Linked DNA regions of Gossypium hirsutum: region 2 is linked to region 1. Evidence: chromatin contacts called from public Hi-C data. All regions are on one chromosome and are shown on one strand. Each heading gives the region's core, a stretch centred on a gene start, on an enhancer-like site or on the middle of the called end of the contact. The rest is flanking DNA. Distances are from core to core; before and after follow the strand shown.

Evidence for each region. Hi-C and Micro-C count contacts between places; a contact is called where the count stands out from the background.
Region 2: a contact with region 1 is called in a Hi-C map of leaf, with 2.0 times the contacts expected there. The contact joins the promoter of LOC107916618 here to the promoter of LOC107918232 in region 1. A contact is called at or near these places in 3 of 34 Hi-C or Micro-C datasets (callus and leaf).

What each region holds. Positions count from the first base shown.
Region 1 is chrA01:95,156,944-95,161,673 of Gossypium_hirsutum_v2.1, forward strand. It overlaps LOC107918232 (F-box/kelch-repeat protein At1g67480), which reads right to left and starts at 2,618. Exons shown (of 2, transcript XM_016847770.2): 1 at 1,832-2,618; 2 at 952-1,744. The coding sequence starts at 2,352. The coding sequence ends at 1,117. It overlaps LOC107918230 (mannosyl-oligosaccharide glucosidase GCS1), which reads left to right. Exons shown (of 22, transcript XM_016847769.2): 22 at 1-3,416.
Region 2 is chrA01:95,728,564-95,733,305 of Gossypium_hirsutum_v2.1, forward strand. It overlaps LOC107916618 (trihelix transcription factor GT-1), which reads right to left and starts at 2,598. Exons shown (of 5, transcript XM_041109881.1): 1 at 1,704-2,598; 2 at 855-893. The coding sequence starts at 2,202.

The sequences.
Region 1 (4,730 bases), core at 1,368-3,867:
TCTTTTTGTTATTTTGTGAATTGATATAAAAAAAAATTATATTACATTTAAAAGTGTTGATCCTTTTTAGCTTTAAATGTATTGATCAAGAAAGGGATGTCTCTATTCTTGATCCTTAAATTAAGATATATACCTTTTGTTTTATTTCAATAATTTTCAAAAAAACTTGTGTTTTTAAAATAAAAATAGATTTTCATTAGTCAATTATTGTTTGCCAAACTTTTTCTTGCAAAATAAGCGCGGGGTTATGGCAAAACAACTCTTAGTTTTAGTTACAAGCAGTATTTGTATAAATTATAAACAGATGAAGCATTAGAAGGTATAATTAGATAAATAAATTGAAAAGTTAAATCAAAATAGCTTTGGAGATAATTCGCAGGTAAGATTAAGTTAAGACATGATTTGAACTTGGGACATGAAGTATGTTTCTAAAAGAAAATAGATGGTGAGGGGTGGGCCCATCCTTTTTTACACTGAGGCTTTGTAGGCTGGGGGTAACCCAGCTTATAGGCGGAAGTGAGAATTGAGAAATATGAGTTGAGGGTTTGGTAACTTATTAAGCAAGGACCTGAAAAGGGCAATATCATTGGCCTCGAAGACCAATGATCAATGAATGAACGAAGTAAGGAGCTCTGAAGAAGCCTTGATCAAGGACAATATGGAATTTATTGGCTAAAACTTGATCCTGCTGATTGATGCTGCCTTCAATTGCGTGCATCAGCCACTCTACATCTGTTTCTTGAGCCATTATTATCTCCTCCCCACATCCCTGATATTAAACTCATTTCCCACCCTTCCTCTCTGCTCTATATTTGCATATTCAATCCTGCTTATATCGCTAATCCATGTAAACAAGCCAGCCAGCTTTAGTTTTGTGCCACTTCCCAACCACCAAAAAAACAAGACGAAAGATATAAAGCATTATCACCCAGGATATTTTGAAAAAAGAAATGATAAAACAGAAATCCAATTAACAAGTTCAACCTCAACAACATAGGTTTTGGGTTCTGACATGTTCCCAGTCCAAATCAGCTTAACACAATCAAATTTAACTTAAATGAGAATACATAGGTCATTCGTCACTGAAGATCCTTAAATTATCAGGGCATGCTTCTTTCAAGCTTTAATAGTCACACTGCATAGGCACAGACCAGAAAGCTTTATTTCAGAAGTTTGCCATTCTGAACCCGGGGCTGCATTTGGATCATACAAAAGTGTGTGGTAACCAGGGTCCCCTTCCACTGACAATAGTAGCAGTTTTCCATCCAATATCCCAAAACGGAACCCTATACTTGTGCTCCCTGTCAATGGCACCGAAACCATCTTCCAGCTATTGTCATCTGGGTTGAATATTGCCAGCTTCCGCTGGTTCTTCCACTCCATGCAGAAAAGCTGCTTCTCCAGCACAGCATGGGCAGTGACCATCACACACCCATTTTTCATCTCACACCAAGTCTGCTTCTCAGGGTTGTACACATCAACAAACCTCGAGTTTCCAATAGTGAAGCTTGACCTACCACCTAAGACATAAAGCTTTCCGTTCAATCCACAGGCAAAACAACCCCAGCGAGGTCGACGTAGACTTTCAATGAGTGTCCACTTATCTGTGTCAGGGTCATACACCTCTGCAGTGGAGAGGCTCTCGCCTTCAACCGCATAGCCTCCAACGACGTAAACCACACCATTTACCTCCGCACAAGCAAAATCATAGCGAGCAACATTTAAGTTTGCTAGTTTGCTCCAGCTGCAATTATGATGATGTGTTAAAACCAATAAGAAGTCCAAGACAAAATATTAAGCGTCATATAAAAAGTGAAAATGGAAAACAAACCAGTTGAGGCAAGAATCATATTGATAAACGTCTGCAGAGGCAGAAGCAGTTCCGTTGATGACTGAATAGCCAGCAAGTACAAGAAGCTTTCCATTGAGGACAGTTGTCCCAAATCCAACTTTTTCTGGACCAGGCATTGGTGGAAGAAGCCTATGTTTCTGGCCCAAACAATCCAAAACCTCCCAGTGGCTTTCCTTTCCTTCAGAATCCATAGTTAGAACATAAAGCCACTCTTCAAGCATTCCAGCTATCTTTCGTTCCATTAAGAATTCTTTGCTTTGAATGAATGATCTCCACCTCTTACATACACCACCCATGGAAGGGAAGCTAGAACGAGGAACTAGAGCAAGGCAATACTTGGCCACATCATCCGGTAGCCCTGGAAGCAACGGGCTTTCTATTTCATCAGTAGCCTGAGAGGGTGAACGGTGATTGCCTTTTGAATGATCTGGCATAAGCGGGGAGCTGAGACACATATTGGGTTCTGTGATTCTCTTCTTTTCTCTCACAAAACCAGGCATTTTTTTCTAGATGGTTCTCGTATGCGGTACAAATATATTTTCCCAAAAGAATGCGTCAATATTTATAAATGCTAGTCAACTAATTAAAGAAACTCATGAAATCCATCACCTATAGGGATTTTACAACTCCAAGGCATAAGTGATGTAGCAGAACGGATGACTTGAGCTGTAAATGCCGATGAAACTCTATTCTTAGTCCAATCTGATTCATATTCCATGCCAAAAGCCCTCTTTCCTGTTGAACTCTGCAAAGCTTTTCCCACACCTCTGTATCCGTTCCGTTGCCCACACATTGCCCAAATAACTAAATGCAAGATTGTAAAACCATAACCAATTAGTATGAAGACAGGAAACCAAAGAAACAATAGCTTACCGACAGGAAACCAAAGAAACAATAGCTTATCTCTACGGTCATTGTCAAATCAATACCTTTTAAGGCCATAAAATTCAGAAGTTTTAGCCCCCAATAACTTCCATTATGATGAAACCAGTAATCACCTGAATATATAAATTAAAATGAAGAAAGGTCAATTCAACCAATACATATCCAGTTCATATAACAGCGATTCTGTCTTCAAATAGACAACTTGTTTTGATCATGATTCTCCAGGCCGGCAGCAGTGACTTATGTACTGCTGGGAAACACCCAAAGCCAAACAGAAATACAAAATAATAATAATAATGGTGGTGGTGGTGGTAGTGGTGAAGTAAGTGTTCCTTTCTATTATTCTAAACCTAAAACTCTAACATGTTGCAAAAAGAAGGTATTAATTTATTTGCGGTGGTAGATACACAAAAGGGGCGAACAACTCAAGGGGCTTATTATATATCTCTGAACTTGTAAAACCCAGATCTTGACTTGACCTACCCAACCACCCTAACTTAAATTAAAATAACTACAACTAAAATTAACAGATGAGTTCTTAAGATGAAATGTATGATATCATAGAATCAAAAGGATTAAAGTAAAAGGCAGCAGACCAACAAATCATCTATCAACAACCAGAAAACCCAGATTCCTGGAAAGTAAAGTTGGGGGGGGGGTAGGAAGACAGCCGAATGTTCTTATCCAAAATCCTAACAGTCTGGCAATAATACTATTGAAACACGTTAGATCTGAAGATAAACACTAAAAAGATCCCCAAGTTCACGTCTCAACAGGTTCTCTAACCTGGTAAGAAATATTTTTTTTTTTGGTTTAAAATTTTTAAAGGAAAAAAAAAACCTAAATGAACATAAATTTTAAAAGAAAGGAGAAAGGAGGCAATGTATATAGAGGTGTGAGGAAAGGGGGATTTACCTTTGAAGATCCTGGAAAAGAGGAGAATGAAAAAGGGTTGGTGTTGAAAAGAAAGGCGTAAAAGGGGATGAGAGTGTTTTGAGGCAAAGCAGCCATGAATAAGGGAAAGAATTTATAAGCATAGAAAAAGCAAGGCAGAAAAGGGCGAGAGGGTTCCACCACTCACTAATCATCTCATTATCATTATTATCATCATCATTATTTATTCATTTATTTCTTTCATTTTAAGCCTCCGTTTATTTCGTGACATCAGACAAATAATTCTTTTCCTGGTAAAAAGAAAAAAAAGAAGTCAAGTCTAATATAGGAGAATGATTTGGCTTTACTTTTTTATATTTTCACTCTAATTTTTTAAAATTAAAAAAATACACTTTTAATATACTAAATATTAATATATATTTTTAATTTAAAAATTAAAATATAAATATTAAATTTATAATTTACACAAAATATAGGGTCTAATAATAGAATTTGACCAAACATATCCATTTGGTTTCATCAAAGGTTTGTATTTGAGAGTTTATTTTTGTGTAGTGCTCTTATTTTTGAAAAACTAAAAAATAATAATAATTTGGTTTAGTTTTACTGCATAATTTTTTTTATATTGGTTTTACTTTTGTTGTTGATTTTATTATTAAATTATTACGTGTTATTTTTAAATGGTGGATGAGTATATTAAAATATTTTTCAGGATGATATATATATATATATAAAGGTTACATATATTTATTCAAGAATAAAAAAAATCCAACTGGTTTGAGCTTTAGATAAATAACAAACATAATTTGTATTTAAACTGATAAAATAATTGTTGATTAACATAATAAAAATATCAAGGACGAAAGAATTGGATAAATATATATATATATATAGAAAAGTAATAGAAAGAAAAACATGAAATCATTATTGTATTTCTCCTTAAAGTATTCTACTTTTAACAGTTTGGTCAGTAATTGGAGATTTTTAGGTTCCCATTAATGGGAGTTTGTGATTCTTCTATGCAATTTCTTTGTGGTTTTAATTTTCCTTCTTGGTGGATCCCACTTTAGTAAGAATTTTCCTTTCTCTTTTTCTTAAT
Region 2 (4,742 bases), core at 1,348-3,847, 570 kb after region 1:
ATAAGATCGCATGCTTATAAACCCCAGTGATGGATTAAATTTCATCCACTAGCTCAAATGGAAAGATAAGTACTGTCAGGAGATACTAATGGGTAATGGCGCTCTAGGAAGAGACCTTGTTAGGGAGAACATTTTCCATCTGATATCATTTGAATGCTACATGAAAGAAAGAATAATATTAGAGTAAGAAAGTGTAGATAACCAACAGGTTCTATCAGCACGCTGTTTCAAAGAAATAAGGATAGCATTAGAGTAAGAAAGTGTCAGTACATGCTGTCTCAATATCGGAAGAACTAATCCTGGGTGGGAGCAGGTGGTATGTTGGGCTCGCAAGGCTAGTGACACTGTCACTGAAATTAAAAGGTTAGAATTAATTGCAAGGGGTTGAAAATGAAGGGGAAAGTAACAAGCAAGGCTGTCCATCTTGGTTAAAAATGCTGAAAAGAAAGGTTACGAGGGAAAAAAGTGTGACTGTTCAGTTTTATTTTTAAGTAAATCCAATTTAACAGATGAATAAATAGAGGGTGATACTTAAAGGTTCCCAGAGTAATGCGATAAATAACGTTACTGGTCTTATGAAAAATATGCACGTACTGTGGTGCCTTTTTTCTGAAAAGAATATCATGGTGCTTTCAAGATAGGAATACTCTTCTCTAATTATGCCTCATATTGAATCCAGCAAGAAGTTGACGAAGGGCATAGGGTTAATAAGATTAATGACACTGCACCAATAATTCTAAGAATTATCCAAATTAACTTGAGGACAAATATTACAACAAGCTTCTAAAGCAATGAAACTAAAATCAAGATAAACCAGAAGACAGCAAACTTACGTAACAGCAGCAACAACATACCTTCAAGAGGACCAAATGTTATGCTGGTATCCTCAAAACCTGCAAGAGTCCGAACATAATGGTGATAACTATTAAAGTCATGGTAAAAGAAAAAACCGAATATACGTGGCAATAAGCCATCAGGTAGCTCAAATGAACACCATGCTAGTCTGCTAACAGAAGGGAGAGAGTAAGAAAGAATAGACATTTAAATCTCCAAAAGCAGGAGAAGAAAACTTATGTACTACTTTCATGAAGAAATGCGAAATGCGACATCAAGGTTTCATGAAAGAAGATCAAACCTGATAAACCTTGTAAAAGTAGAATGAAGGCATTGGAAAATGGATCAAACCGCATAAGAAACAGAGGAAACAGTAGGTCACATATAAGATTTAAACATACTATTTCCCTACTTCTTTCAAAACGGTATTCTAGATTTCGAAATAATTAAATATATTAATAGATTTTCAAAAAATGAATCCAAAATCATGTCAACCAATTATTTTGTAAATGAATTTTAAAGCAGCAGCTTTCATGAAGGTTGAAGAAAACCCCTCTTATAAAGCAGTCACCACAACCATTAAAAAAATGCCACTCAAAGTTATTAGACACCAAAATTAATTTCTGTTCTCAACAATTCACTATACCACTCTTAGTAACTCAATAACAACTTAAATTTGAAAAATTACAGGCTTTTTGAACAAGAAGGGAAAATCATTAAAGCTATATAACTCAAAAACGGATTCTTAAATCCAAATAAAGGATTTAAAGAGAAAGCCCCATCAACCATAGTAACAGCAAATCATCAATAAAAGTTCGGACTCTTTAAATGCAAAATGAAAAGGGCAAAAAAGAAGTCAAAAGTAGTACATAAACCCTTATCAGAGAAATGCATAAAGGAATCAAGCTTGGGAGGAGGAGTTGGAGCCTTATAAGGCTTCTTTGTCCTCTCCCTTAAAATCTCTTCAATTTCCTTATAGGTTATCTTGACTGAACCGCTCCCTCTATCTTGATGCTTAGCTTTCTTAAACTCCTTCAACAAGTTCCTCCACTTGTCCGTACACATAGTTGGGGATCGATCGAACCCTTTCTTCCTCATCATAGCTGATATCTTCTCCCAAAGGTGCTTGTTCGATTTAGAAGTATTGAAACGGCCGTCCATTTCCTTCCGGAAACCGATAAGGCTTCGGGTTTCGTCTTGGACCCAGGTCTCGGCTCTTTTCTTCGGGGCTTTGACTTCTGGGTCATCGCCGCTGCTTTCGCCCAAGATCATTTGCTGCTGTTGTTGGAGAGAGTGAGGATGGTGGTGGCGGAGATGATCCGGTAAACCCCCATTGGTGGTGACCTCGATGATCATGTCCCGGGCCATGGCAGCAGGAGCTTCCTTGTATAAATCAATGGACGAACAAGTACGTGGCAGCGAATCGGAAAGGAAAATGGTTTATTTTTTTCTTCTTCGCTTGTATATTAGGGGTTTAAGGCGTTTAGGAGTTGAAAAGAGTGAGAGTTTTGAACAGGAGGAGAAGTGAAATCATGGAGCTTGAATTTGATTAGTCTTTTCTTCCCTTTTCCAGAGCTTAGCCGATAAATAGTAGTGAAAAAAGAAAATAGCGTGGGCAATTTCTTTATTTATTTTTGGTAAATAAGGGTAATAGAAAGTATTACAACCAGGTCATTCAAAACATGATCAGTTGGCTGCAAGACCAGTTTCTTTATCTTGCCTTCGGCAGTTGCCTTGCATTGTCCCTCCCTACCTTTCCCTCTCGATAATTTATTTTAAGGGTAAATTATATAAGTAATTATTTAACTATAAAATTATTTATTTTAGACATTTAAATAAAAAAGTTTATAATTTAGATATATAGTAAGGTTCTTTTGATAAAAATGTTAAAATCCAAACAGAAATGACATTTTATGTTAAATAATAATATTATTTTAAAAATTAAACTTTTGAGTTTCTTTATTTTATCATCTATCGTCCGAACCCTCTCGGTCACTTGGCTCCAAAACCCTCTCCACCTCTCCATCCATCTCCTCTCTTTTCTTATATAAAAGCAATGGTGGAGCACCAAACATGTCAGGAATGTCAACTCCATTAAGATAACCCTTTATCTCAGGAATTCTAAGAGCAGCTACATTTAGGCCGAAAAACACAATGGAAAATAATTCAAACTCTCACTTACAGTGGATCGGTCAACACTTAAAAGTGAGACCAGAGATGGATATGCTAATCATGCATGATAGTGATTGTTATGAACTTGTTAAGGATATTGGTTCAGGGAATTTTGGTGTAACTAGGTTAATGAATGATAAACAAATAGAGTAACTTGTTGCTATCGAGAGAGGTAGTTTAAAAACCTTCCAATTTTTTTTTCTAAATTTTCTGAGTTTTTCTTGGTTTGGTGATTGAGAGCTGGAATAGATTTGAGCGAATTTTCTCTTTAGTTTATTACTAGTTCCAGTGATCAACTTCATGTAATTTCTTATTTGAGTTTAAATTTGCAGCTGTCAGTTTTGATTCGTAGTTCATAGTTCAAATTTATTACATAAATGATATTAAAATTTAAAAATTCATGTTTATCATATTAGTTTTGTAAGGTTTAAGACCCAAAGATGAGGTGAACTACTTAATTTATTAACATGTTGAATTCTTTTCTTTGTAAGTAAAATTGCTTTTAAATGTTGATTTATGGTAAATATTAAATAAATAAAAAACGAACACAAAAGATAAATTTTGATATGAATGTATAAATATATATTTAACAATTTTAGATTTAAATAAATGTGTAATGATTTAATTTTAGTCGGTATAGAAAAATGTGATCTCGAATTTAATTCCGTAAACCAAACTGTGAAATTATGAATAGAATGATTTTTCTTTTAGTATGAAAATATATTAGTGGGTGGTCGGGTAATTAAATTGAGTGGTTCAAGAATTAAATTGTAAGAATGTAATCACTATTAAACTTTAAATTAAAAAATACATGGGGACTTGATTTGCAATTAACCAAAGGACCTAAAGATTATTTAATCATTATTAATTAATGGGTTAGTAAAATGTGATGATTAAATCCACTTAACCTTCATATTATAATTATAATATATAATAGTCTTAAATTAGTAAGGTAAACATGATTAATTATGTTAATTAAATTGTTAATCTAAATATATATATAAAACTATTAGTGGGAGAGATAAAAAAAAAATCCATCTTTTTCCTTAGCACCGAATAGGAAAAAGAGAAAGAAAAGCTTGAAGTTTCTTCAAATTCGGACCTAAATTAGATAAGGTAATTAAGTTGTTTTTATACCTTGATTTTTAAGGCGTGGTATTACTTACTCATGTTATAGATTTTCAAAAGGTTAAGTTAATTGCAAAATGTCATTATAGGTATTTTAGTGAGATTAAGTTTGATAGTAATAGATTTTATTGATAATGAGTTTCGATAATATTAATGTCACGAGTCGCGGATCAAAGCCCGTGATGATTGCGCAAAGAACATTTCATGAAGGTCAATCGATTAAATAGGGCTCATTCGACCCACTTAAATTGGCCCGATTCATGGAACATGTGAAGAAGCCCATCTACTTGAAGCTTTGGTGGTCCAATGAAGTACTTATGGAAAATCAAGGCTATCTTGGTAAATAAGTAATCTTAGAAGATTTGTAATTTGATAAGATTTGATTTTGTAAATGTAACACCCCTTACCTGTCTCTATTGTCAGAATCGGATTATGGGGTGCAATAATAATAAACAGAACAGAAACATGTGAATTTAATTCAAAAATTCGATAAAACTATAGTCATATATCAATTATTCAATCAAACATGTTTTGCATACAATTTCGAGCTTAAATCAAGTTTACAAAAGCTCTAAAATCAACCTGGAAACAATCAATGACTGAAGTGA